Regions from separate parts of the Rattus norvegicus genome. Here region 2 is linked to region 1. The links are chromatin contacts, called in public Hi-C maps. All regions are on one chromosome and are shown on one strand. The core of a region is the stretch at or near the end of the contact, and the rest is flanking DNA. Distances in the headings are between cores, read along the strand shown.

Evidence for each region. Hi-C and Micro-C count contacts between places; a contact is called where the count stands out from the background.
Region 2: a contact with region 1 is called in a Hi-C map of frontal cortex, with 1.6 times the contacts expected there. The contact joins the enhancer-like site here to the promoter of Tmod1 in region 1. A contact is called at or near these places in 3 of 12 Hi-C or Micro-C datasets (frontal cortex, kidney and psoas muscle).

What each region holds. Positions count from the first base shown.
Region 1 is chr5:65,110,133-65,116,398 of GRCr8, forward strand. Tmod1 (tropomodulin 1) reads left to right here and starts at 1,930. Exons shown (of 10, transcript NM_013044.2): 1 at 1,930-1,985.
Region 2 is chr5:65,156,461-65,163,185 of GRCr8, forward strand. Tmod1 (tropomodulin 1) reads left to right here. Exons shown (of 10, transcript NM_013044.2): 4 at 1-18. Among named protein-coding and RNA genes, the nearest start is that of Tmod1, 48 kb to the left of the region's middle. Within about 2 kb of position 4,376, at least 42 of the 93 cell types and tissues checked have an H3K27ac peak or open chromatin away from gene starts, as enhancers often do.

The sequences.
Region 1 (6,266 bases), core at 680-3,179:
CTATATTGATCTCTTTCCAACAACAGAAAAGGCACAGATCCTTGAACACAACCAAAGGAAGACTTTCCTATTCCATTGACTTAAGAAACATTTCCATTCTTAAAGTATTTATGTTTATTGATAAAGTTAATACAATGTGAGGTTGCTTGACACACACATGAATTAGGCCACTGCCCTGTATTGAAGTCAGTCCAGGTGGACCAGAGACCTGTGTGTGAGGGCCTAAAGTAGCAGAGTGCCAGAGAGAGCTGGCAGAACCCCTGGGAGCCAGGGACAGCTGTCCTCAAAAGGCTGGAAGAGGAGGAAGGGGCAAAGTGGAAGAATACACACTGGTATATATTATATATGTGGTATATGGTATGTGTCCATATCATGTTGATATATTGGATGTGTTTGGTAAAAATGGGTAAGAAGTTTGGAGGAACACTTCGCACACACACACAAAAAAAAAAATCCAGTTGGCCGATAAACAAAAAGGTGTCAGCAAATGTGGACACGGGGCATTGGCATTGTGGGTCAGAACCTCAATGGACACCATAACTCTCTACCAGCATAGCTACAATGTAGCAATTCTTGTTCCACGGAAGTGGTTTAACCCAAGTGGAAACCACTTGCAAGTAGCATTAATCCAGTGCTCATCTCTCCTAGAGCTGAGCTTGGGCAGTCAACTTCCTGCAGACAATGAGAAAGAATGATTTGAGCCACACTGTAACATCCCTAATTCCACTAATAGCAAAGTAGACTTTTGCAATGGGATGTATTTATATGAAAATACCATATTATGTTCGCATGGAAAATTCACTCAGGATGAAACCTATAACTTGAACATTGAGAAAACATGGTGCAACACAAACTAACCTCAGCTGTGAGCAAGAGGCCCAACCTGATAGTAAGGACAAGTTCTGGAAGGGTCCAGAAAGCAAACTTCTTAGGAGGAAGAGGTGGGTGACTGGGGGGCGGGGAGGACAGGCTGCTGGTTGGCTTGCACAGGTGTTCTTACTGGAAAAATTCAGGAAGCTACACACTAAGATGTGCCCTGAAAGTATTTACACCCACAACAAAAACGCTTAAAAATAAGTCGTTGGGAATGGTAACTCCCTGCATTGTTTAAAAATACACCCCACTTCTCCCTTGAAAAGGGCAGTCTTAATAGGGCGAGGGTTTTAGAATACAGTAATGCGTTAGGAAAATACTTTCTGTACTCTCCAGCGTTTCTCCTTGGCAAGATTAGGGTTTCCCTCCCCAAAAAGTAAATTAGGATAATCCAACTGAGACGCCCCCCTTCCCATTTCCAGGCCCCGCGTGTCTGTCTGGATTCTTTGATAGGAGCCATTTGTTTATTGAAACACTTGAGGCTTCGGTTTGGGTTTAAGTGGTTTGTTCTGGAGAGGACACATTAGCCTTTCAAGAAGGAGGAACTTTAGTTCCGATTATTTTAAGTGGTTATTTCGGATGCTCCATTCTGTCAGTGCTTTGTAGGGAGAAGGCGTTCAATTCTGCGTTGGAATTGCGCGTCCACGGGTGGCTATTAAGCCCTGGGCGCGTGCCAGTCCTGGCAGGCCTGCTGGGAAGAGGCGACAAGTTGCCTCTTCAAAGGAAGCAAGGTGTAGCTGGACAGACTCTACTGGAACATTCTAGAATAGTGATCTGCCCGTCTTTGACGGGATACCTCCAACGTAGCTTAAAATCTTCCCGAGGCAAGTTGGGGAAACCGAGAACAAGGCAGGGAACCACACATTCACCTGGTTCGGACTCGGGGTGGCCCTAGATCCCCCTAGCGGGTGTCTCTCCCCAGCCGGAGACCGCGCAGCACCCCGGCGCCCCTGGTGGAGCCGGAGGGCGGGGAGGGCGGCGGGGTGGGGCGGGGCGCAGTGACAGCGGAGCAGGGCCCGCCCCCGGCTTCCCACCCGCGGCCGCCAGGGAACTCACCCAGCCCCGCGTTCCGCTCGTTGCCGCCGCCCGCGCTCGCGCCGCCCCGCATCCCGGTAAGACCCCCCGCCTGCCAGCCCTAGGTTCCCCTCGGCCTCGCGGGGTTCCCTGCCGCCGCGCCGGGGCGCAGCCATATCTGGGCAAAATATTCAGCTGTCGCCGCCGCCGAGAAGGGACTGAGCACGGCTCCCTCTATAAATAGCCGCCGCCTCGGGTGGCCTTCGGGGCTCGGGGTCCAGTTCCCCAGCCTGAAGATCCGGTCGCTGGCGCTAAGCGTTCCCGTAGCCTGACGCGCGCGACCCTAGTTAGAGTGCCCGGGGCTCTAGACCTGGTCGCCTAGGGACCTTGGGAGCCTCCCGGGGTGCCCCCGTGGGCATCGGCACTTTGCGAGCTGGGTACGAGCCCTCCTGGGACTCTGGGGAGGATGGGGGTCCACGCTCGCTCGGGGGACGCTGAGTCCGCAGAGCACGGATCCGGCCGGCGCCGGAAAAGTTTCCCAAACTGCTGGAACTAGCGAGGTTTATAGCGTTGCGCAGCCAGGTAGGATGAGAAAGAGCCTAGAAGCAGGAGCCACCGGCTGTCTCCACCTCGGGAGTAGGTGGCCTAGGCAATCCTTTCTTCTCTGGACCTCATTTGACCATTTGTAAGGTGAAGTTAGGGTCCTTCAGGGGGATGATACCCGAGGCCACGAGAGCGGCCAGGCATGCTCTGAACTGCCCACACTCCCCGTCACCTGTTCTCCAGTTTCAGGGTAGGGATGCTGGGGATGCGGCTGCAGTAGTCGGGGACTTTGGTAGCTCTTGGAACTCAGGTCCTGACGTAGGACCCACTGGGGCCCTGGGAATAGCCCGTGAAGTGTACCTGGGGTGCTTGGGGCATCTCTAGGCTGAGTTGCTAGCAGTACCTTAGCAAAACAAGTGACCAAATGAACTGGGCAGTCTCGGGCAGTTCAGTGGCCTATGTGGTACCTGTGATTCTTCCTTAACGGTGAAGCTCCCCAGCTCTCTGCCTAGCTACCTCTCTCTGCGCAGTGCTCAACTTCCCCATGAGAATCCTGAAGACCTGGCCACAACAGAGCTGGACCCTAAACCCAGACCCTGGGTTCGGTTTTAAGTGGGGACTCAATTAGGGTTGATCTTTCTCCCTAGGTCCCTTTGTCACCCGTGTAAGGGCTTCAGAGCCTTTTGCTCAAGGTCATGCAACTCCCCCCCCCCACTGCAGTCTGCCTGCCTTTCCTGTCTCTTAGGGACCTTTTCCCGCAGGTCTGGGGACTCTCTGAGCCCCTCTTTTGTGATCTGCTAATGTCTGGGACTTTCCCAGGCTGCGATAATAGCATGCAGAGTCTAGTTATAGATCCAGAAGACTGCCCAGCTTTCTCTAAAGCTATCTCCGAGCTTGGCTGATAAATGAGTGAAAGAGGACTCAAGCCAACCAAATAGGAAGGTTCCCACCGACTCAACCCTCAAACAGGCAGAGTGAAGACAGGGAGCCTGTCAGTCAGGCATCTTACCTCTAATGAGCTAGTCTCAGAGTCCTCGGCTTAGACAGCCATTGGCCCTTGGGTGCCTGGCATCCTAAGTGGGAAGTTAGAGTCCTCTAAAAATAGCCCAGCCCACCTTATCGGAGTCTCACACCTTCTCCCCTTTGTGGGCGGGGCTCCTCACTGCAGCTAAACGACAGAACCCAGGGACTAGGTGGTGTCAGCTCTAAGCAATAAAGGGGAATAGCCTGGAGTTCAGGCCCCCAGCTCCAAGCTCTGCGACCCACTTGGTGCGACCTTGGGAAATGACCTTAGTGGACAGGATGGTCTTTAGTGGTGCTGGAGTGGGTAGAGCTGGAAGCCCTCTGGGAAGCCCTCTAGCAGGAGAAAAGGGAAGTGCAGGGGAAATCTGGGGCACCAGATCTGTGATGGGACCCCAGAAGTCCAGGTGTGTGGGGGTGGTGGTGGTGTGGGGATAGGAGTGGGGGGGGGGATGGTGGCTTTCCAAGAGCCTAGTGGAGAGGTGGGCAGACAGTTACTACACAGGGATAGGATCTTGACAAGTGGGGAGACTCCATCAGAATTAGGGGTGGGCACTGGGGACTTGGTTGCAGCATGGTGGAGCATTAAAAACTAGGATTGACTGGAGACCCAGGTTGTCTCCTCAGTTTCCGCCTCTGTACAACAGGGCTAACAATCGCAGACACTTCATTCAGGCTGCCGTAGGAACTGATGATGGGCAAACCCTGAGCTTAGTTTGAACCTGCCCGGTTCCTCGTGAGGATGTGGTTAGGGAGGCAGAGGCCAGAGCTTAAGTTGAGACAGCTCCCAAGTCTCTCTCAAAGCTTAGATGAGAAGAGTCGTAGGGGCTGGGGCAGGGGGCAGGCCTCTGTGTTTATGAGAGGGCCAACAGATAAGTGTTAGAGGCAAATCAGGGGCGACCACAGAGCGGAAGAGAATCTGAGGGGTGTGCCCGTGGCAGGATTGAGGTCTTTCCTTAAGGATGTGCCACATGCAACTTTGTAAATGGCTTTCAACCCTCTAGACGTTCCTGAGCAGAAATAAAGGGGGGCTAGGGGGTGTAAAATGAAGCAGGGCCTGGTCTGGGCCCCTGTGTCCCCTGGCTGACTCAGTATCTGTGAGCCACGAAGGGTGAGCTGACCCTGCTCCGGAGGCCTTGTGACCTTGGCTTGCTAACTTCTGAGATGATGTCATCTATTGATGACTTCTGCTGAGCCCAGTCATATGGCTTCTTCCGGACACTGTTTTGATTTTTCGGTCTTACTAATGGACCAGCCCAGGCTGCCAACATTTCTAATGAGGCCAGTTCACTTTCCCTTAAAGCCAAAACACCAGCTAGATCAATTATTTGGCTGCTAAGAGTCATTATTAGTTTAAAGCCAGAGGCCTGCTTCCTGGGATTAACCGGAGTTCAATCTCACAGCGCTGGGGGCCATCTCTCTTTCCGTTCGTTTTGTAAAATCTTCTGGTTTATCATGATGGCACCAGCTTCTCGGCTGCTCTCAGTGATTATGAAAGAATGAGCTCATGGGAACCGACCTAGGACATGGTCTTCTGAGTCTTCTGGGCTGAGGCACGGGCTCCTTGTCTGATAGAAATGCTAAATGAACTCAAGCATTTCACTCGTGCCTTCCGTCATGTCACTTCATGGAGGTGAGCTTTGGGATAGGCTCGGTGTCACAGTGCCTGAGAAGGTGGGACTCAGGGGAGAAGACAGGTCCCACCCCTGTGCCCCTGTCCCTTTATGCCCCCAGGCTCCCTTTCCCAGGATGCCTTTTACTCTGGGATATTAGTGTGGCAGTAACCATTGGACACATTTCCTCCAGTGCCCGGATAAGCCAAAGAAAGTGGAGACTCCTCTTGGCTTCACTCTGCCTTCTTCGTGGCCTCATCTTCTGCCCGCCCTTCAGTGCAGCTGCTTTGAATTCTCATGGCCTCTCGTCCCACCCCCTCTCCCGTTTCTGTTAGCCCCAGGCTCCTGCATGCTGGACAAAGCCAGTATGGCTCCCAAAGCTGTTTCAACCTCAACAGACCCAGCCTTGGCCTCGCCTGTCAATCTCCTCATGTTCTCATCTTGGTCACCAAAGACACCGTGCACCCAGGCATCAAGACAGAGCCTCCCTTCCTTCACGGTCCCTTCCACACAGTCATTCAGTCAGTCCCACCTTCCTTTACAGCTCCTATCCAATCGTAAACCCACATTCATCACCGCAGTCAAGGACTTAGGCGTCTCTACTCCAGGCTATTGTCAGAGTCTCTTAAAGGGGTGTGTGTGTGTGGTGGGGTGCTGACGTTCAAAGAGCTTCCCAAAGCAGAACCATGGCCTTTTCAATGTTCTTTTGGGGGATTCCCCATTTCCTAGTAAAGACCTGAGATCTCTTAGCATGTGATAGGATCTGGTCCCAGGCTACTTTGAAATCCCTCTCAGGCCTGCCCCAGATTCTTTGAACCTTCTCAATGGTCACACATGTTTCCCTGCCTGTGCCTCCATTCTCCCTCTGCCTGGGCTGCTGCTCTCCCAGCTCCTTGGTGTCTCTCACCTGTGCTCCCCTCGAACCCTCAGAGCACTGGCATGCTCAAACTGGGCCCATCTGCTGCCTCTCTGCCTGGGCAGACAGGAAGCTGCTGGAGGGCAGGGTTGGTAGCTCCTGTATGTCTGTATGTGAGGCCTGGATCAGAGCTCAGTGCTTGCCGCCACGCAGGTCCTAATAATGGTTGACAGAGGAATAAATGAGTGAGTGACTAAGGCATGGCAACGACACGCTTACAGCTCACAGCACCCCGCGTTTACGTGTTTTCCCATCCACCAGGCAATCAGCCTCATGGGTCAGGAAGC
Region 2 (6,725 bases), core at 3,126-5,625, 49 kb after region 1:
AACTATGTGACATTGCAGGTAAGAGACATCGCAGGAGAATACATACATACATACATACATACATACATACATGTGTATATGTGTATATGTGTATATGTATATATACATATACATATCCAAAAACCAAAGTGAAAAAAAATCAAGCTAAAAGCATTCAAGCACACCTGGTCACAGATTCACCTGTTGTTGCCATGAGACCACACCCCAGAGGAATGGGACTATAGCCCATGGAAGGGTAAAGAGCCCTGTCCTAGCCATTCCCACCAGGTTCTGCCCGAGCCACCTGGTAAAAGGCACACAGCTGTGCCTGGAGAGTGTCATGCCCACCCCTCTTACCTGTGCCATCCTCTCCTTACCATGTTCCCAAGCAAACCCCAGCGTGTAGTCTGCTGCTACAGACTCTCGCCGCCACTGCCCTTCCCACTGCTGAACCCCTGCTCTATGCACCCTGCACCCCATCTCTCTGAGGTCCACTGCAGGCTGGACCTGCACCCCACCTGCCTCTGCCCACACTGTGCCCTGGCTCAGTGAGGGGGGGGGGATTTCTGCAGACCAGTGGCATAGGAGAGGGAAGGGATGACGGAGATGAGAAGGCAGTGGGTATACTGCAGGGAGAAAGGCAAGCTGGCCCCAGGGATGCAGTGGGTTCCATGTCTTTCATGAAGGAGGAGGGTAGTGGAGGAAATACTGAGTTCAGTCTGGGTTCTGCACCATCTGAGCTATCCATGGGCCACCCAGACAGAAGTAACCATGCATGATAGCCTAGCGCTCTGCAGGAGGTCTCATTTGGACATGGTCAGAGAGGCCAGGCTCAGGAAGAATGCTTGGCAGGCAGAGCCTGGGTCCAGGGGTTGAGTGGGGCAGGCCTAGCATGGGCCCATCAGCCAGTCACAGTGGGCAAGGGAACAAGGACTAAGAGAAGCCAGGCAGACCTACTGTAAAAGAGCCAAGAAGGCAGAAAGGGTTTCAGGCTGCCCGAGACAGTGGAGCTGAAGCCCAGGCCAGACAAGGCTGCATCTGCCTTTGCTTCATCCATTCTGCCAGTCTCTCAAGACTCTATGTGTGGCTCTCGGTGGCACTGAGGCAGGAGGCTTCCTCTGTGAGCAGCGCTGTTGGGCAGTGATTTAAACTGTGTACTAGTGGTGACCGTGGGCGGTAGAAGTGAAAGCCAGACTGCAGGGACCTGAAGAGAGATCAGACAGAGCAGGCAGGTAGCCTCTTAATCTAGACAGCCCTTGCCTCAACAGAAAGAGACTGTGACAGAGGTGGCAAGGTCCAGAGGACGGTTGTCACTCTAAGCAGCACTGAAGGGACAACTGGTCCCAACAGGAACCCAGGCATGCTGCTCAGGAGCCAGGCTTGCCTCACAAGGCTCAGTGGGTCGTATAAGACGCCAGTAGAGCCATCTCCTTCAGTGTGCCGTGTGTTTCAGCCTCCTACCTTCCCAACATATCCCTTGACTTCTGGTTAATCTGTGCAACTGAGAGAGCAAATACCTTCCCTGCCTGTCTCTATTTACTCCCAGGAGCTGTGTTTATCTGGGGCCTCCTCTGAGTCCCTGCATAACATCATTACCCTGATTAGGGCACACAGGATTAGTAAATGACCGCTGTCAGAGAAGGCTCCTGCCACAGCTTGAGCCACAGCAGAGCAGCCCTCCGGGGCTGAGCGGAGCATCTGGGCCTGCTCTTGAAAACATTTTCCTTGTTGTTGCTGGCAGACAGTTAGGATCTGTCTAAGATCCCAGGCCCCTGTGATGTCGGGGAAGGAGCAGGAGGCTGTGCGTGCACCCATGTTAACCGACTGTCCTTCGGTGCCTGTCATTCCGCTTCAGCCATTACAAGGTGGCAGTGGAACATTTGCTAAGTGACAAACGTGTCCCAGGTGCTGTGTAAGCACCACACAGCACGGTATTTATTGACCGTGACAAATCCTATGAAGTAAATTCTATTATTGTCCCCATTTTACACCCAGACACCAGCTGTTCCTAGGGCTGAGACAGTCAAGGAGCTGAGATGATGTCAGGTTTTTGGCCTTGGGTAAAAAGCAGAACCAGACAGTTGGAAGCAAGCTGCCCTGAATGGACAGAGGTGTTGGTGTGGCCGGCCTACCAGAAGCTGGCAGTTTGCCCAGGAAGGGAGAGTTGGATTCTAAAGCCTAGAGAGGGAGGTGAGGGGTCTGCAGCTGCCTCTAGTCTCCATGCTCTCCCCTATAAGGTGTTTCCGTGAACCAAGTCCCTCACTAGGTCCCTCACACACAGTACCAGTTGCCTGGCTTTCTTACCCACTATGGACTTGGTGATCATGAAAACAATTAAGACACTAAGGAAACAACCCTGCCTGTCCTCATGGGGCCGTGCTCCACAGGCCAATGAGACATGGCCAGTAAGAGTGTCACTCTAAGTGGGACAGGAACAGGACAAGAGAGTCACTTGGATTAAATGATAGGGTCACAGGAAATAAAGACAAAGTCAGACAAGTGGGGGACATAGTGACAGTGTGTTGGGGGGTGGTCCAGGGTGAGACATTCAGGTACAGTGGAAGCTCCCGTCCAGGTCAGGGAGGTGCTTATGTAGCAGCCTCAGTACCTGGAAATGTCAGAAGCCTGTAGACGCACAGAACATGTGATGCACTGATCAGGGGGTGACAGAAGAGAGGAACATTGTTGACAATCCACACGCTAAGTCGTTGAGTTGGTTACATTATGAAACACCCATCTTTTGCTGGGACAAATGAATTTCCATTCTCTGCCCTCGGGGCCCAGGAGGTACAGAGGAGGACAGGCCAGAAATATGTAGGTTTCAATCCTAAATGTGAGTTCTGCTATGCAGAGCAGACTCTGGCAATGCAAAGGTCTTGGCCTGTGCCCTATGACTTTAGCTTATCGGCTATAAAATCTTGAGATTATCAGTGTCTCCTAGCCTCACTCAAGGATTTTGTTTAGCTGGGTTTTAGAAACCCTTGCTTTAGGGCAGAAATGAGTAAAGGAGCCCCACCCTTCCCACAGTTAGGAGGAAACAACTGCCTCCCAAAGGCAATGGGCCAGGTCACTGGTGGCTTCCATGTCTTTAAGCACACGTGCTCTGATTCTGAGACTGTCAGGGGATGTGCCTCATCTTGGAACAGTTTGCTAGTGCCCAGGTTCCAGGCCAGAGTCAGCTTCAGCACCTGTATCTAGGATGTGAGAACACAGCTCTCCTCCCGCCCTCCACCCAGGGCCGCTCAAGCCCACAACAGCTGGAGAAGCCGAGGATGTGCTGTGATCACACTGCATTCTGAGCGGACTTACAAGTGGAAGGAGCCCTGCCAAGGCAGAGAGAGGAAACAGAACTCAGTGTTCTTTTTTAGAGTTCAAAAATAGTCCTTTTTGAGTTTTGAGGATGATCTACACTTTAAAAAAAAAAAAAAGGAAGAGGAAAAATAGAAAAAAAATAAAACAAGTTCCCTGGTGACAACAATTGACTGAGACCTACGAAGAAGGTAGCAACAGGAGACATCAGGGTTTTCTTTGCTTCACTCACTGCTGGGACACAAAAGCCACAACTGTGTGCCTAGGTCCACTGGATTGGTAGTGACCATTTTGAGGCAATGCCCTCCCACTCCCATTTTTCCTTCCTTTCCGGAACCCAAATCTCCTCTGATCTGCCAAGTGGTGCCCTTCCTTCTTCAGCCTGCTATCAGCATATACCACCCACCTCTCCATCTCTCTGTTTGTTCTAGAATTCTCCAGATGAGGGGCTGGCTCTCTTAGACTTTAGACGTCTCAGTGCCCCAGTAGACATAATACTTAACTGCCTTATACACTAGGAGAGTCTTTGCAGGGTCACCTACCAAATCAGGTCCCTGTTAGGTGTGGGAGGGCGTTTGACAGCCCCACGAGGATGCTTATTCTAGAACTCAGAAGAAGGCTAAAACTGTAAGAATTGCTGCGTGACTGCCGAGCCTTCCGGGAAGGTAAGAGTTCGGCATTCAAGCACACACTTGTGCGGGTGCGAAACCCAGAGATCCCAAAGAGGAAATGACCTCTACAAGGTCACCAAAAAGAAAAAAAAAATAGTAACAACCCATGGCTCTTTGCTCTTGGTCCCTTCACGCACTCCTATGCCTCTGTCCAACCCAGCGCAGGATGCTGGGGTTCAAGCACCAGATAGGTTTCCCCTTTTTGCTTTTATTTATTTATTTCCTCACCTCTCTCTGTGTGCGCTCTGAGTCAAAAACAGGCATTTTTAAAAAAGGAGTGTATTTCCTCCGATCTCGGCAAACCTGAGAGCTCTGCGTGGGGGTGGGGCGGGCAGGAGCGCCTCTCTGGAAGGCTACTGCCTGAGGAGATGTGACTCACCTGCTGCTGACTCAGCCCCCGCTCCCTCAGCCCACGGGGACACAGACTAAATTAAAACCTCGAGAGTTGGAAAGACAGCAGCCGCCTCTCTCCTCTCCCCAGCCCTCCACAGTGAGGAGCAAGGCTAATTTTAGCTGAGAAGATTCCTAGGGTAGAGAAGCAGAAGGGACTTTGAGATCATCTCATCATCTCGTTCTCAGTTCCCATCCGGACACCAAAATCACCTCAAGGAACCAGACATCGTTGTGTTCTTCTGTAATCCCAACACTTGAGAGCTTGAGGCAGGAGGATTGTTGAGTTCAAAGTCAGCCTGAGCTACATAGCACATAGCATATCTCTCTCTCTCTCTCTCTCTCTCTCTCTCTCTCTCTCTCTCTCTCCCACGTGTGTACACACACACACACACACACACACACACACACACACACACACACACACTCCAGTCTGGGACATCGACACCGTTTTACAGCTCTCCAAATGGTCTGCATATGCAGCAGCTGTGATTGTCGGTCTTAAATCACCCTAGCTGGACACAGGAGACCAAAGGCCAGTCAGAGGCGTGACTTGCAGGGATGGCACAGAGGACATGGTCAGGACCAGAGCTTGATCTCCTGTATCTTCTTTGAGACCTGGCCTATTCTCCCAGAAAACCTGTCTACTGAAATAGAAATTTGAAGAAAAAGAAAACAAATATTTACAACCTGCTTACTATAGTCTAGAAGAGATTGAAGAGTAGTAATATTCCTCCCTGAGCTGTGGAAGCCCACAGCCCAGCAGAGAAAACACATAGGTGTCTAAGGAATCTAAGAAGGCTCCCTGGAGGAAGCCTTGCACCAAGGACGAGTTGCACCAAGTCTTGAAGTAGTAGAGATAGGATGGTTAAACAAAATATGGATTATGCAGTTGAGTTTGAGTTCTAAATAAACAGGCTTTGTTGTGTCAGCTCTTTAGGAGGCTGAGCCAGGAACATCAGAGTTCAAAGTCAGCCTTGTCTACATAAAGGCACCACCTTTGTACTGAGGTTCACTGTGGCATAGAAAGGATACTAGGGAGAGAGAGACAGAGAGACAGAGAGACAGAGACAGAGACACAGAGACAGAGAGAGAGACAGAGACACAGAGACACAGAGACACAGAGACAGAGACAGAGAGACACAGAGACAGACAGAGACAGACAGAGACAGAGAGAGACAGAGAGGAATCTAAGAAGGCTCCCTGGAGGAAGCCTTGCACCAAGGACGAGTTGCACCAAGTCTTGAAGTAGTAGAGATAGGATGGTTAAACAAAATATGGATTATGCAGTTGAGTTTGAGTTCTAAATAAACAGGCTTTGTTGTGTCAGCTCTTTAGGAGGCTGAGCCAGGAACATCAGAGTTCAAAGTCAGCCTTGTCTACATAAAGGCAGCCTGGGCGATGCAGTGAGACCTATCTCAAAATAAAATGTAAAGAGAGGGTTGGGAATTTATCTCAGTAGTAGAGCACTTACCAAGCATGCTATAGGCTCCGGATTCAATTTCCAGACCTGGACAAGGGCCCACAGTTTTGAATAATTTATCTCAAATATTGAACAGGGCATATTTGTGCTGAGGGATTGATTATCAGAGGTCTTTTCTGGCCCAGAGCAGTGCTACGGGGTGGGGTAGGAGGGTCATCCTGTTGTCCCACCACCTATCCAACCCAACCCGGTTCCTCTTCCCTGTCTCTCCCGACCTCCAACTCCACTCATCTGCTTCTGCGCTTTACTACCCACCGTCCATGCTGCCTGGAACGTTCTTTCTCCCTTCCCTTGACTTCAGCCTTCCCTTCCCAAGCCCCTTGTTGTGCTTTTCTGGGATGTTCTTTCCAACACTTGACCCCTCCTGAGCTATCTGGGTTTTAATTGGCCCTTGCTCAGCTCTGCTTGCTCTCATTAGGTTGTGGGCTGCATGGGCAGAGCCTTTCATAGTTCAGTCCCTCGGAGCTCGCACACAATGAAGGCGCTCAGCAAACGCCAAAGAAACCGATGAGCTAAAGAACAACATATAGTGGTGAAGCTGTGCTGCCATCTCCAGAAAGATCTTTCTGACTGTTCTGTGATGAATGTTGGGAAGTAGATAGCAGGAAGAAGCCAAAGTCATGGTAACGCGGCTCTGTTAATGCAGATGTTTCTTCAGGAACGATGGGGTAATGGCCTGACGGCCCCCACCCTAAGTTGAAAATATCATAAATCAAGATGCACTTAATGCCTGGTTGAGCACAACAGAGCGCCTGACCGAGGGTGCCGCCATGTTGGTTTTTTTTTTTTTCTCCTGGTGATGGCAGATCGACTGAGCACAGGGTCATTGACTTGATCTAGAATCTTGAGTATCTTATCAGATGCCTCCAGCCTGGAAAAGATAGAGATGTAAA